Regions from separate parts of the Mus musculus genome. Here region 2 is linked to region 1. A link is a contact called in public ChIA-PET data. All regions are on one chromosome and are shown on one strand. Each heading gives the region's core, a stretch centred on a gene start, on an enhancer-like site or on the middle of the called end of the contact. The rest is flanking DNA. Distances are from core to core; before and after follow the strand shown.

Region 1 (6,107 bases), core at 1,283-3,782:
AACTACAGTTCCAGGGGACCTAACACCCTCTTCTGGTCACCTTAGGAGCCAAGCATATACATACATATATTCAGGCAAAACAATAATACACATACACAAAGAGAAATAAATGAAGTAATTTTAAGAGAAACTTTAAAAAAAATCCTAAAAGCACTTTAAGCTTTGGCACACCAGGAAGGTGGCCATCTCCACATACATCAGCTGAAATAACATTTCCTGCCATGTTTTTCAGAGGTTGGAGTAATTATTGCATAAGTCTCTAAACCTTCCGTTCTGTGGCACCGAGGCTGGTTTAGAGTGAAGATGGCTCTCTTTAGTGAAGCGAGAGCTTCTTATGTTGGCTTCCCTCTCTTTTTGTCTCCCACGATCCCCCCCCCAGGTAAGGGCAAGTGTCGGTGTGTGAGTGTGAGTGCCTTCTCATGGCTTGCAAGCCTGGCGATGTCTCTCAATCACTGAGCTTTCTAATGCATCCTATTTTTGTATTTGTCTTAGTGTTGCTGCCAATGCTTGATGAAAAATAATTCATAAGAAAAGCAAAACAGCAGAAACCAACGGACACCATAATAAACCCGCTGCATTTAGCTTGTCCGTGGCCCCTCGGGTAGTCCTATGACTTGGTCATTACTTAACTGTATTACAAGGAAACTGTTACCAAGGCCACCCAGTTAAGTGTCCCAAATTTTTACTCCTTTTTTTGCTGCACTCCTTTTTTTTTTTTTTTTTTTTTTTTTTTTTTTTTTTTTTTGCTGAGGATACCAAAACCACCTTCAAGATGATAACGCCTGGGTCCTCCCACATTGTCTTGTTCCTTCAGAAGACAGAGGTCACTCCCACTGACAGTTCACATTTCCATCCATAGAACGTGTCTATTCTCCTTTCCAGCCAAACCATGTGCTTTAATGCTGAACAAAAGCTAAAGGAGGCTTCCACAGACTTTAATGGGTCCATGATCCCAGTGTTGGGGAGGCTGAGGCAGCGGGATTATGAATTCAAGCTCAGACTGAGCTACAAAATAAAACAAAACAACAACAGAAACAAACAACCCCCCCCCAAAGAATATACAAGGGGAAGGTAGAAAATTATTGAAAACTTGGTGTTAATAAATATTAATAAAAACATACTATTGACTTGGACTTTTTGATGTTTCTACTATTTATTAGCTTGAAAAAAATGATTCTTAAATATTTAGCTTCTCACCTGATTGTGTTATTTTATGTCCTGTTTCAATTCTTTGTTTATTGTTTGCTTTTGAGACACAGTCTTGTCTTGTAGCTATGCTGGCCTTGGACTTGGTTCTTCCTTCCTGTGCCACGCATATAAGCATACGGCACCATATCTGATGCACACAGCATCATATCTGATGCATACAGCAACATATCTGATGCATACAGCATCATATCTGATGTTGTGTCTTGCTTTGACTGGAGGGCTCATGAGTGACGCACACCAGACTCCACAGGCTGGGAGCCAACCCTGGGAAGTAGGGTCACAGTCAGTCATGACCATGGTGTATTGATGGTGTATTTGACCCAGGATCTAGGCTGAAAGCAGCCATGTAGAAGTACTGTTAACTCTCAGGAGCCTCTTGCCATCCTAGAACTGGATTAGAATGTTCTGGATAATGAAGAAGCTAGCTCGCTTCTCAGCTCCTATCAGCTGTCGTTCTGTGGGTAAGTTTAAAGGTAGACTGTCCAGTTAGCATTTATCTATACTTGGTAAAAGGTAGCTACTTGTATATTATAAATTAGTCATGAAGTTAAACTGTCATCACGGTGTTGTAAGAGCAGGCCACATGGTGCCTGCTTGGGTTGTTGTACCAGTAGAGCTGAGCCTTCACTATTCCTTATTTTTTGTGGGTGCCAATAGTTTCTCATGGCACAGTTGAGCCTGATGACTTTGTTTAGAAATTAAAAAAAAAATTCATAGTTAACTCCAGAGATATATGAGTCTCATTTTCTTCAGTATTTTTTTAAATTAAAATTTTTAAAAATTAGAATGAAATGATCTTTAAAAATAATGTGTGTGTGTGTGTGAGAGAGAGAGAGAGAGACAGAGAGAGAGAGAGAGAGAGAGAGAGAGAGAGACAGAGAGAGAGTGTGTGTGTGAATGGAGGTCAGAGGACAACTTGTGGAAGTCAGTTCTCTCCGTCCATCATGTGGATTCTAGAGATTGAACTACAGTTGTCAGGGCTGGCAGCAAGCATCTAATTAGGCATATCCCCTGTGAGCATTTCCTAGCGCTGCTTGCTTTGATAATATTAAAACCATCTGCCTTCATTGCCTACAGGTCCGGGGATTAAGGGGTAAGATATCCCAGTACAGAGACAAAGGAAGGATTTATTAAATAGTAAGGTGAGATATTTGTTGTGTATAATTCAAAATATACGTGTGTGTGTGCAGTACACACAAGGTGAAGAGCGCCAGGATGGAGGAAAACAGCCTTTGGATTTTACGAAGTCCTCTGGGAGCTCTCGTTCCAAAAGTCGAACTAGCAGCCGCCACTAGATGGTGCTAAGCAGCAGGGAGGCGCGGCTTGGCGCCTTTCGGCTCCCCTCCCCCACCGCGGAACCTGCATCGCTTGCTTGATTCCTTGCTCTGTGTGCTTGATGCTCTGAGAACGATTGTCCAGGAATGTCTAATAATAACAAAAGCCCGTTTAAACATTAGACAAACACGAGCCTAGGTGGGTAAACATCGTCAGTGGCCCTCTCCTTTGTCTGTCAGTAAAAGGAGTGAGGCTCAGTAGCCTAAAATGTAAACTGGTGGGTGAGTTTCCGAGTACTCAGTTCAGTACTAAGGAACTCTTTGAAATACGCGGATTGTCTGTTCCAGGTGAAGAGGGTGGGGGTTGGGGGCGAAGCGGTCTTGAAGGGGAGAAATTTGAATTACCTTTGGCAGCATGGCGCACGCCCGTGGGTTAGAGTTGGAGGCTGTTGGATTTGAACTTGGGAATTTATAAGAGTCGGAAACTGGAGTTGTCTGTGCAGAGCTCATAGATTGCTACTCCTAACAACAGGTGGCACCTGTGACACGAGACAAGTCTTTGCCTTTTCTTTCTGCTTAAGACCTTTTGGACTCTTTAACACAGGGTGCCTGCTCTTGCCTGAACTATCTAAATGCATCCTGTCAAACCAGGAGTCTGCTCTTCATTGCTGTTCTAGATTTCAGGCCAGGCAAAAACATGGCGTGGCGGGGTGGAGGAGGGGAGCGAAGGAAACCTTTAGGAGCAAAGTCAACTTTGTATCCACTTCCTCACTGGGGGGGAAAAAAGCATGAAGCGTTTGATTAATGTAGATACATAGATGTTCATTTAGACACAACCTGTGGGTGGGTGGGGGTGGAATCCACTAAGGTGTTTACAAATTTTAACTTCAAACTGAAGAGATTACTGTAGATGCTACTGCCAAACCAACCAGAGCAGAATTTCTTGAGATTATGTATCTATGACCCCCCCCCTTTTTTTTTCCTGCGTAGAATTAGGCTGGCGGGACACTTCCTATTGATGCCTACAGGGGACAAACTGTACTGCAGCAGTTTGCAATGGAAGATTGTTTATGTGCCATGCGATCTGAGAGGCGCGATTGTGAATGGGGGAAGCAAAGGGAATTGGAGTGTATAAATTGCCAGAAATCAGGGTAAATCATTCGGAGGAAGTGCTCAAAAACAAGACGAAAAACCCAGAGGGGTCTTCAGGAAAAGGAGACCACGGTCAGGAGCAGCAGAGACACGCATGCGTGGATGTGTTTGTTTGTTTTTTGTTTTTTCTATTTCTAGGCAACTGTAGAGGGAAGGTGAGCTGTGTTTCTGGGGGGAGGGCCAGGAGAGTGGGAACAGACTGGGGGCGAGGGGAGAGGAGGGACACGCCAAACTTAACGTCTGTAGTAAAAGTCAGAGAATTGTTCTGGTTCGTTTTCACACAGGGCCATGCTGAGTGAGCACCCAGGAGGCATCAGAGCTGGAGTCCAGTGATGCTGGGTAGAGGCACCCGGGCTGTAGGCCCGGCTCAGGAAAGGCTCATCGTGGTCACAGACTATGTTTGGGTACTGGGCTCTCTCTGTGAAACAGAAAGCTAGACTGTGCTCTCAGGAGTAGCTCTGGGCTGCTGGAGTGCTCACAATGGTGGGGTCGGTTTGGTGAAGAAATGGTTTGAACAGAGAAGCTCTGGAAAACTTCAGTCAAGTACGTATTTCTTCATAAGAGTTAGTCTAAACCTTAGCAATCTACAAGAATACTCTAGTCTTTCTAGGTCGGGAATCCAATGGTGACAAATTTCCTAGAATGGTCCCCGTCCAAGGAGTTTCTTTAGATTCCTGGTAAATTTCCTGCTGGTTGTTGGCAGAAGGACACAGTTCCCCACAGCTGGGCCTATTTATAGGGCTACTCAAGTGTTTTCAATATGGCTGGCTTCTCCCAGGAAGAAATTTGAAAATCCCTTTAAAGCCATTGTTAGTGGGTTTAGTGGGGGCATTTCCACTTCTTGGCTGTTCAGGATGCTAAAGCTGGAGAGTCATTTCAGTTAGGGATTTGCGGCCAGCCTGGGCAATATGATGATATTCCTGTGTCCAGTAAGCAAATGAGAAAAAAAAAAAAAAACCTGAAAACCACCTCAGAGAAATTGGACATCAAGGTACTGGCTAGACAGAAACCTCTAAGACAGCTGCAGCAGGGGTGTGTCCAATAGTGTTTCTGCAGTGCAATCACCCAATGATGTTGTCACCACTGAAAAATTAAGTAACAGATGTCCTTGCAAGAGTCTTGGAGGCTGGAGGCTGGGAATCAATAGCTGGCTTTTCACAACAGTGGTCCTCAACCTGTGGGTCGCGACCCCATTGACAAACCTCTATAAAATATTTATAGTATATAAAATATTTACATTACTATTCCTACCTGCAGCAAAACTACAGTTATAAATAGAGATGAAAATAACTTTTTAAAAAATATTTATTTATTTTATGTATGTGAGTACACTGTAGCTGTACAGATGGTTGTGAGCCTTCATGTAGTTGTTGGGAATTGAATTTAGGACCTCTGCTCACTCTGGTCAACTCCACTTGCTCAGTCCCTGCTCGCTCCAGCCCAAAGATTTATTTATTATTATACATAAGTACACTGTAGCTGTCTTCAGAAGTACCAGAAGAGGGTGTCAGATCTCTGTTCGGGTGGTTGCTGGGATTTGAATTCAGGACCTTCAGAAGAGCAGTCAGTGCTCTTACCCGCTGAGCCATCTTGCCAGCCCCAAGATGAAAAAAACTTTTATGGTTGGGTGTCACCACAACATGAGGAACTGTATTAAAGGGTATTAGCATTAGGAATGTTGAGAACCACTACTTTATAGGGTGTTTGTTTGTTTCTTTGCTTTTTAAATGTATATAAGTGCTCTAGCTGCACACCAGAAGAGGGCGTCAGATCTCTTTATGGGTGGTTGTGAGCCACCATGTGGGTGCTGGGAATTGAACTCAGGACCTCTGGAAGGAGAAGCCAATGCTCTTAACCACTGAGCCATCTCTTCAGCCTACCCTGCAGGGTCTTAACTCAGTAGTATTGACTGGCCTCAAATCCATGATCTCTCTGCCTCAGCCACCCATGTACTGGATGTACGTGTGTATACCACTATGCCTGGCAAAATTCTATATCTTTAAAGCTTCTAAAACAATTACGAGTACAGAGAGGCTTGAGAAACCCGTCTGGGTTCCAACTTCTCCAACTGTCGGTCATACCCTGAGGTGAGGCTCCTGATGTTATAGAGGACTGGGAAAAAAATGGCAGCAAAAAAGAGGTTTCTGAATTCTAGACCCAAAAATCAAGCATGGGACCAGGGTGCTCCTGGTGGCACTCACCCACGCCATGTTGCCAGACACATAATGTGTCCTCTTTGTGCACCATAAGACACGCAGAGCTGACAAATGCTCACCAAAGAATGCCTCCGCTCAGTCTCCTGACTATTGTGTGCTGGGAATTGTAGTTTTCACTGAATACACAGTTGTCTGTCCTTAAGGAAACATAATGGTTTAATTATGAAAACCAAACCTTTTGATGTTTTCCTACCACCATTCCTGAGCACATTAGAATTGATTTAGGATATCTTTGGATTGCAGTGTATTGAAATGT
Region 2 (6,107 bases), core at 1,693-4,192, 88 kb before region 1:
CAACACCCAAGACAAGACCATCACTTAAATAGTTTCTGACTAACGTTATTTCTTGCACCAGGATCCAGGACATATTATTGAAATGTTTTATTCACTTTATTATTTTCCATAAAACCTAGCTACCAGCTGTGAACTGGAACGTGTGTGTGTGTTGTGTGTTAGTGTTAAAGACAAGGACACCATCTCTTTTTTTTTCGAGACGGGGTTTCTTTGTATAGTCTTGGCTGCTGGCTGTCCTGGAACTCACTTTGTAGACCAGGCTGGCCTCAAACTCAGAAATCCGCCTGCCTCTGCCTCCCCCCATCTTGTTAGGCCCAAATCTAGATTCTGTAGGGGATGAATCAAATATGCCAAGCAAATCCCCGTAGCTCAAAAGTCACCACCTTAAGGTCAAACACCAGAGCCTGGAAATCTTTTCCGTTTGCATCATTCAGGTTTGGCCTCAAATGCCAGCCCAGCTTCTACAACTGCATGACATTTCTCTGCTCTATGTTATGAGTCCAGATGGCCTGCATTAGAACATCTGCCCCGTGCCTGTATTAAGGTACTAGGCCTTCCTCCTTTTAGTGAACAACTACCACAAACAGGGCAGGCAGATTATTGTTGTCAAGACACAAAACAAAAAACCCACTTGGTCAGAGCATTCTGTAAAACTACCAAACAAACCAGAGTCCAGCCCGGCTTCTGAATTCTCCCCTTAGACACTGAGCACTGCACTGTACTAACTATGAGTATGAAACTGGAAGTGCTGGTTTCCCCCCTAAACAACCCCACCTAGCCAGAAAGTCCACCCAGAAGTTCTGAAATGTTATCTGGTGCTCTGCAAATAAGCCACAACCATCCTTGCACTCTTCCCAGATTCCAAAAGATTTAAACCACCAAACCCTCTCTAGGCCAGTAAGGCAAGGGCTTGCTGCCTAAAAGCATCTGTATATCCCAGACCTTCATCTTGTCAAGCCGGACCCTCAGTTTTGCTTCGAGTCACCTGGTTCTACCATCCAAGACTAAAGCCCTTCACAATCTTTTCTACCTTTGTCTGTCACCTCCTCAATCAGCCACCCAAACCAACACTGTTCCCTAACCCTCCAAGACCGTCTCCTCCCCAGCTGCCTACGAGCGATCAAACACTAACTCAGCATCTCTTTCCTGTCTGCTCTCTGTAAACCAAAGCTACTTTAAAGACACCCCCAAATTCTGACACAACAGGAGCACCTAGCAGGTGTCAAGGGGCGACTCCAAGCTCACATGCCGTGTGACAAACACCCAGCTTGCCTCGGCCCTCACTCACTCACCTGTCACGGACACACTTGGCACACATGGAGCCGCCATAGGCCCTGCTGACGTGCTTCTGTGTCTTAGACAGTCTCATAAGGACTTTGGGCCGCACAGCACGAACCTGTAGAACAAAGACCGTGATTACCTTAAGATGCTCAAGGAGAAAGACATTTATTTCCTAGTAACTGGGAACTGGGTTACAAAGGGAAGTCTGCTTTTACTGGGAAGCCATTTTGGTCATTTCTCACATTGGCTACTTCGGACTAGAGATATCAAGTCCGCCTACTGAGGGATTAAAACTCTATCAAAAGGACACTCACCCCTCGAAGTCTGCCTGGGCACACGCCACATGCAGATTTAGGTGCTTTCCCAACCTTCTTGGTGTAGAGGTAAACAATCCTGTTGCCAGGGGTTCGAGACCTAGGAAGGGAGATTGTAAGTAGCTCAGCATACTAGAGAAAGCGATTTGAAAGTTATTTCAAACTTGCAGATACTTACAGCCTAGTTTTGTTAGAGGCTGTGTTGTAGGAAAGCCTACGGCGGTATGTCAAACGCTGGACCATCCTGAGTGCCTACAATTTAGAGAGAACACAATCACCTTTCACCATAATAAAGGCCAAAGCGTCACCACATAAAATATCTTACATTCATATACACACTCATTCACACCGTGCTCTTACAAAGGCCCGGTTCTAAAGAATCCCACATTTAAACTAGAGATGAAGAGCTCCTGGGCTCTAAGACAGTATTCCCCCCTAATTTATACAGCTACCAGTAGGATGAAGACACCGAACTACCCCAGTGGCGGCAGCTGGTAAGGCGTCATGACAATCTAGGTCTTGTCCCAAAACAGCGTCCTGGAGAAGTCTTGTTTACTACTAGGGCCGGGTTTCGTGCTGTTTCAAATCCAACTTCGTTCGTTCCTTAGCAGACCAGCTACTAAAGGACTCTCCAGCCCGCAGCAGCGATGCTGCATTTTGGACTCCAGACCGTCAACGTGCCAGACAAACATTCTACCCGAGAGCTTCACACACAGGCGACTTCGTTTAAATCTCAAGCCCTGGGACGAATGGCTGGAGTTGATTAATAAGCGCTACAGGTGACCTGTCTTCCACACCTTCCCAACACCCACTTTACGTAAAAGGAGCCCAAACGCCAAGCGCGACCCGGACCAGTGCTAAGGACCCTGAGCCGCCACTGCTTGATTCGTATCTTCCTAACCAAGCCAGCCGCCGCCGCCGCGTCCCGCTCGCTGACTAGCCACCATGGCAGACAGCACCAGGGGAGCAGCCGGAGGCCGCGCTCCGCTCGCTCTGCGCTTCACGACCACGACTCGGTCTCTCGCTCGCCGTAGCCGACGGCCAGGGTGCGCGCAGCTCCGGCCACTCACCGCTTCGGAAGCCGGGTTTGATCTCGGGCTTCCCGAGTCTACGAGCCGAGGCCTCGGCCGGTACGCACCTCTCCTCGTCCCTCACCACCGACCCCAGCGACAGTCCCGACCCCAAGGGCGTCCCGCCCGCCTGACGCCTCGGATGGCTACGGATCGTAAACGGTAAAAAAACACAGAGCAGAAGAAGGCCACCATACCTCTGAGCACCGTCCCCGGAAGAGGAAAAGGAAGGGGCGGGTGAGTTCAGGGGTCAAGTGTGACGGCGCCGGACAGGAAGTACGTCAGGGAAGGCGGCGCGTCAGCGAGCGCGCCGCCATGTTGTACGGAAGCGGACGCGGGGAACCTGTGTGGATGGCGCCGCGTTGAGCGGCGGATGTGTAGTGCGGCTTCCGTAGGCGGGTGCGTTTTCTAGCCCCGGTAGGAACGTCACGTGAGAAGTTAGGTGTAGGGTCCCTGGTGGGAGCAAAAGCGAGTGACAGAGGAGGCGTCCCCACTTCCATAAGAGAAAACAAGGGCCACGATGCCTTTATCCTAGGGTAATTAGACCTGGTTTAAAATCTTTATGGCGTCCTGTACATAAGGTAGCCCGGGCCCTTCTGCTTCCCGGCCTCTTCTGTTTTTCAGCCAGAGCACACACTTTACAGACTTTTAACCAAGCATTTGCTAATTACTAGCTATCTCACTTTGGGCAAGTCCGCAAGTCTCTAAAAGGAAGATATTAAATACCCCTGTGGCGCTCTGATCAAAAGATCTCCCAAAGTTAAAGCACTTAACCTGCAAGTCTTACAGAGAGCAAGAACGCTATAAAGGGTGGTTAATTTATGATTGTGTGCAAACGACTATTTGAGACTTTGCCTGGATGGTAAAGTTTTGTCTGCAAGATGAAGAGGAGGACCAGAGGGAGTCAGCGACCTCCAAATGTCTATGTGAACGTTTACACTATGGGTCCTTGTTTTTCATCATGTTGTCAAAAGTAATGAACACCTTCCTTGGACTTGAAAGAAGAGCCCATTATCACTGCCATCTTTGTCAAGAAACTAGGTAAACCGCTCTGACTATATCCTTTCCTCGGGTCTCTCTCAAATAGCTGTCCGTATGCATGCGCCTGCGGTCTCTGTTCTTCCCACTGTGGAATCTCTCCAGTCTCTGTTTTAGGCGTTGGATAAAGGCTGGTGTAGAGAGACAAACCTAGTTTTGAATAAATGAATGAATACATTTCCTTATTCATTTTTAAATGAAGACATGCCAAGGCAAGATCATCAAATTAAGCCGGGCAGTGGTGGCGCACGCCTTTAATCCCAGCACTTGGGAGGCAGAGGCAGGCAGATTTCTGAGTTCAAGGCCAGCCAGCCTGGTCTACAGAGTGAGTTCCAGGACATCCAGGGCTACACAGAGAAACCCTGTCTCGAAAAAGCAAAAAAAAAAAAAAAAAAAAAAAAAAAAAAGCAAAAAAAAAAGAAAAAAAAAGTCATCAAATTAATGACCTAAATGTTTTCACCCAGTCCATTCATGTTTTCATTGCATAACATGTAATGCCCTGATATAATCAGCTACCCGCTAACAACCACATGGTTAATAAAGTGTTCCACTCCATGGAGCGCTACAGATTCTGACGAATAATGGTGTAAAAGGAAAAAGAGTCGACACTGAAAACCTTCCAATCTCTCCATCTTGATGCAGATAAACATAGCCACACTTAGAAATCACATTAAAAGCTGTATCTGCAGCTCATTTCAAATAAGAGATGCAGTTAGGAATGTTCCCTCTCCCCTTCCCTTAGTTAAATCCACATCAACCCGGTTATTAATTTAAAAAAATAGTGTGGGCAAAAACGGATAGCCCACGATTTTATCTTACACAGAGATTGCTGTGAGTTCGAGGCTAGCTTGATCTATATACATCTGCTCAGTGAAATTCTATGTAGCAATAAGAATAAAAAATAATTGGGCAGTGGTGGCACACATCTTTTGTCAGATCTCTGTGAGTTTGAAACCAGCCTGGTCTTCAGAGCATGTCCCAGTACAGTCAGGGCTACACACAGAAAACTGTCTCAAAAAACAAAACAAAACAAAAATTATTTTTGAAAATTTTAAAAAAGACTATGGATGAATGGTATAAAAATTAGGTAAGAGACAGCATATATGTAAAAGAACATGAGAAGAGCGACCTTGAACGGTCAGAGGTCAGCACTGTGTTATCTTTGGAGAAAGAGGGAGGAAGAGAAGGCAGAGGACCTATCTGGAGTGATGATCATAATGTCTTGACTTCTGGGTTAAGTTTGTGAATCTGTATGGAGTTATATACTTATCACTCATGGAAACATTTCAATGATTGTATCTACAGGATCTTTGAGGACAGGGCTGGAGAGTTAAGATCATTCACTGCACTTCCCGAGCACTGGGTTCAATTTCCAGCACACATGGTGGCTCACAATCACCCTTGGGATTTGATGCCATCTTCAGACTTTTGTGGGCACTAAACACACAGACAGTACAGACATACAAGCACACCACACACCGAAACACAGAAAAGAAAATGAATCACAAATGTTTTAAAGAATCTTTGTATAAACTACAAGTAGTTATAGAGGAATTTACCAAGACAACTGAAAGATAATATACAATAAATTACATTTCTGAATACCAGCAACAAAATAGAATTAATAATGTAAGGCAGTGGTTCTCAAGGACCCTTTCAAAAATATCAGATATCTACATTATGATTCATAACAGTAGCAAAATTATAGTTATGAAGAAACAAAATGAGGAACTATATTAAAGTGTCTCTGCATTAGGAAAGTTGAGAACCACTGATGTAAAGGGTATCATTTGCAATAAATTTAGAGAATGTCAAATGCTTAGAAGCTGACCTAACAGAAGTTATTCAAATCTCTATAAAATCATATTTTCAAATCTCTATAAAATCATACTCAAAAGTATTAAGGAGGACTTGAATACATGAAGAAAATAAATTATTATACTTAGGAAAACTTACACTATAAAACATCCATTCTTTTCTAACTGGTTTGTGAATTTAACACAAATGCAAAAAAAAAAACAAGTGCCAGGTGTGGTGGTGCACGCCTTTAATCCCAGCTTGGGAGGAAGAGGCAGGCGAATTTCTGAGTTCAAGGCCAGGCCAGTCTGGTCTACAGAGTGAGTTCCAGGACAGCCAGGACTACACAGAGGAACCCTGCCTCAAAAAACCAAAAAAAAAAAAAAAAAAAAAAAAAACCCAACCCAAACAAACAAACAAACAACCCCCCCCCAAAAAAAAATCCCACAAATGCAAAGTTCATATGAGCTGACTATAAAATGTAATCTAGAAAAGACAAGACTTTTCCTCGTGTGGAAGAAAATACGGTGCATACATGCAATCTCCATGGTTAAGATTTATTAATTACAAAGAGTTAATAAAATGTGGAACTGATAAAGCAAAGACA

The links. ChIA-PET counts read pairs in DNA pulled down with a chosen protein or histone mark.
Region 2: an RNA polymerase II ChIA-PET map of memory CD8 T cells shows a contact between it and region 1, with 319 read pairs. The contact joins the promoter of Rpl34 here to the enhancer-like site in region 1. A contact is called at or near these places in 2 of 39 promoter capture datasets (macrophages and pre-B cells), 10 of 484 Hi-C or Micro-C datasets (the 63-12 cell line, B cells, Th1 cells and 6 more) and 4 of 115 datasets of contacts at active chromatin or transcription factors (the 230-238 cell line, effector CD8 T cells, embryonic stem cells and 1 more).

The regions. Positions count from the first base shown.
Region 1 is chr3:130,816,364-130,822,470 of GRCm38.p6, forward strand. No RefSeq gene overlaps it. Among named protein-coding and RNA genes, the nearest start is that of Gm36443, 15 kb to the left of the region's middle. Within about 2 kb of position 2,533, at least 91 of the 459 cell types and tissues checked have an H3K27ac peak or open chromatin away from gene starts, as enhancers often do. A contact at or near this core is called in the 63-12 cell line, Th1 cells, cortical neurons and 2 more, where this site is marked.
Region 2 is chr3:130,727,456-130,733,562 of GRCm38.p6, forward strand. It overlaps Rpl34 (ribosomal protein L34), which reads right to left and starts at 2,943. Exons shown (of 5, transcript NM_001005859.3): 1 at 2,863-2,943; 2 at 1,774-1,847; 3 at 1,596-1,695; 4 at 1,293-1,396. The coding sequence starts at 1,838.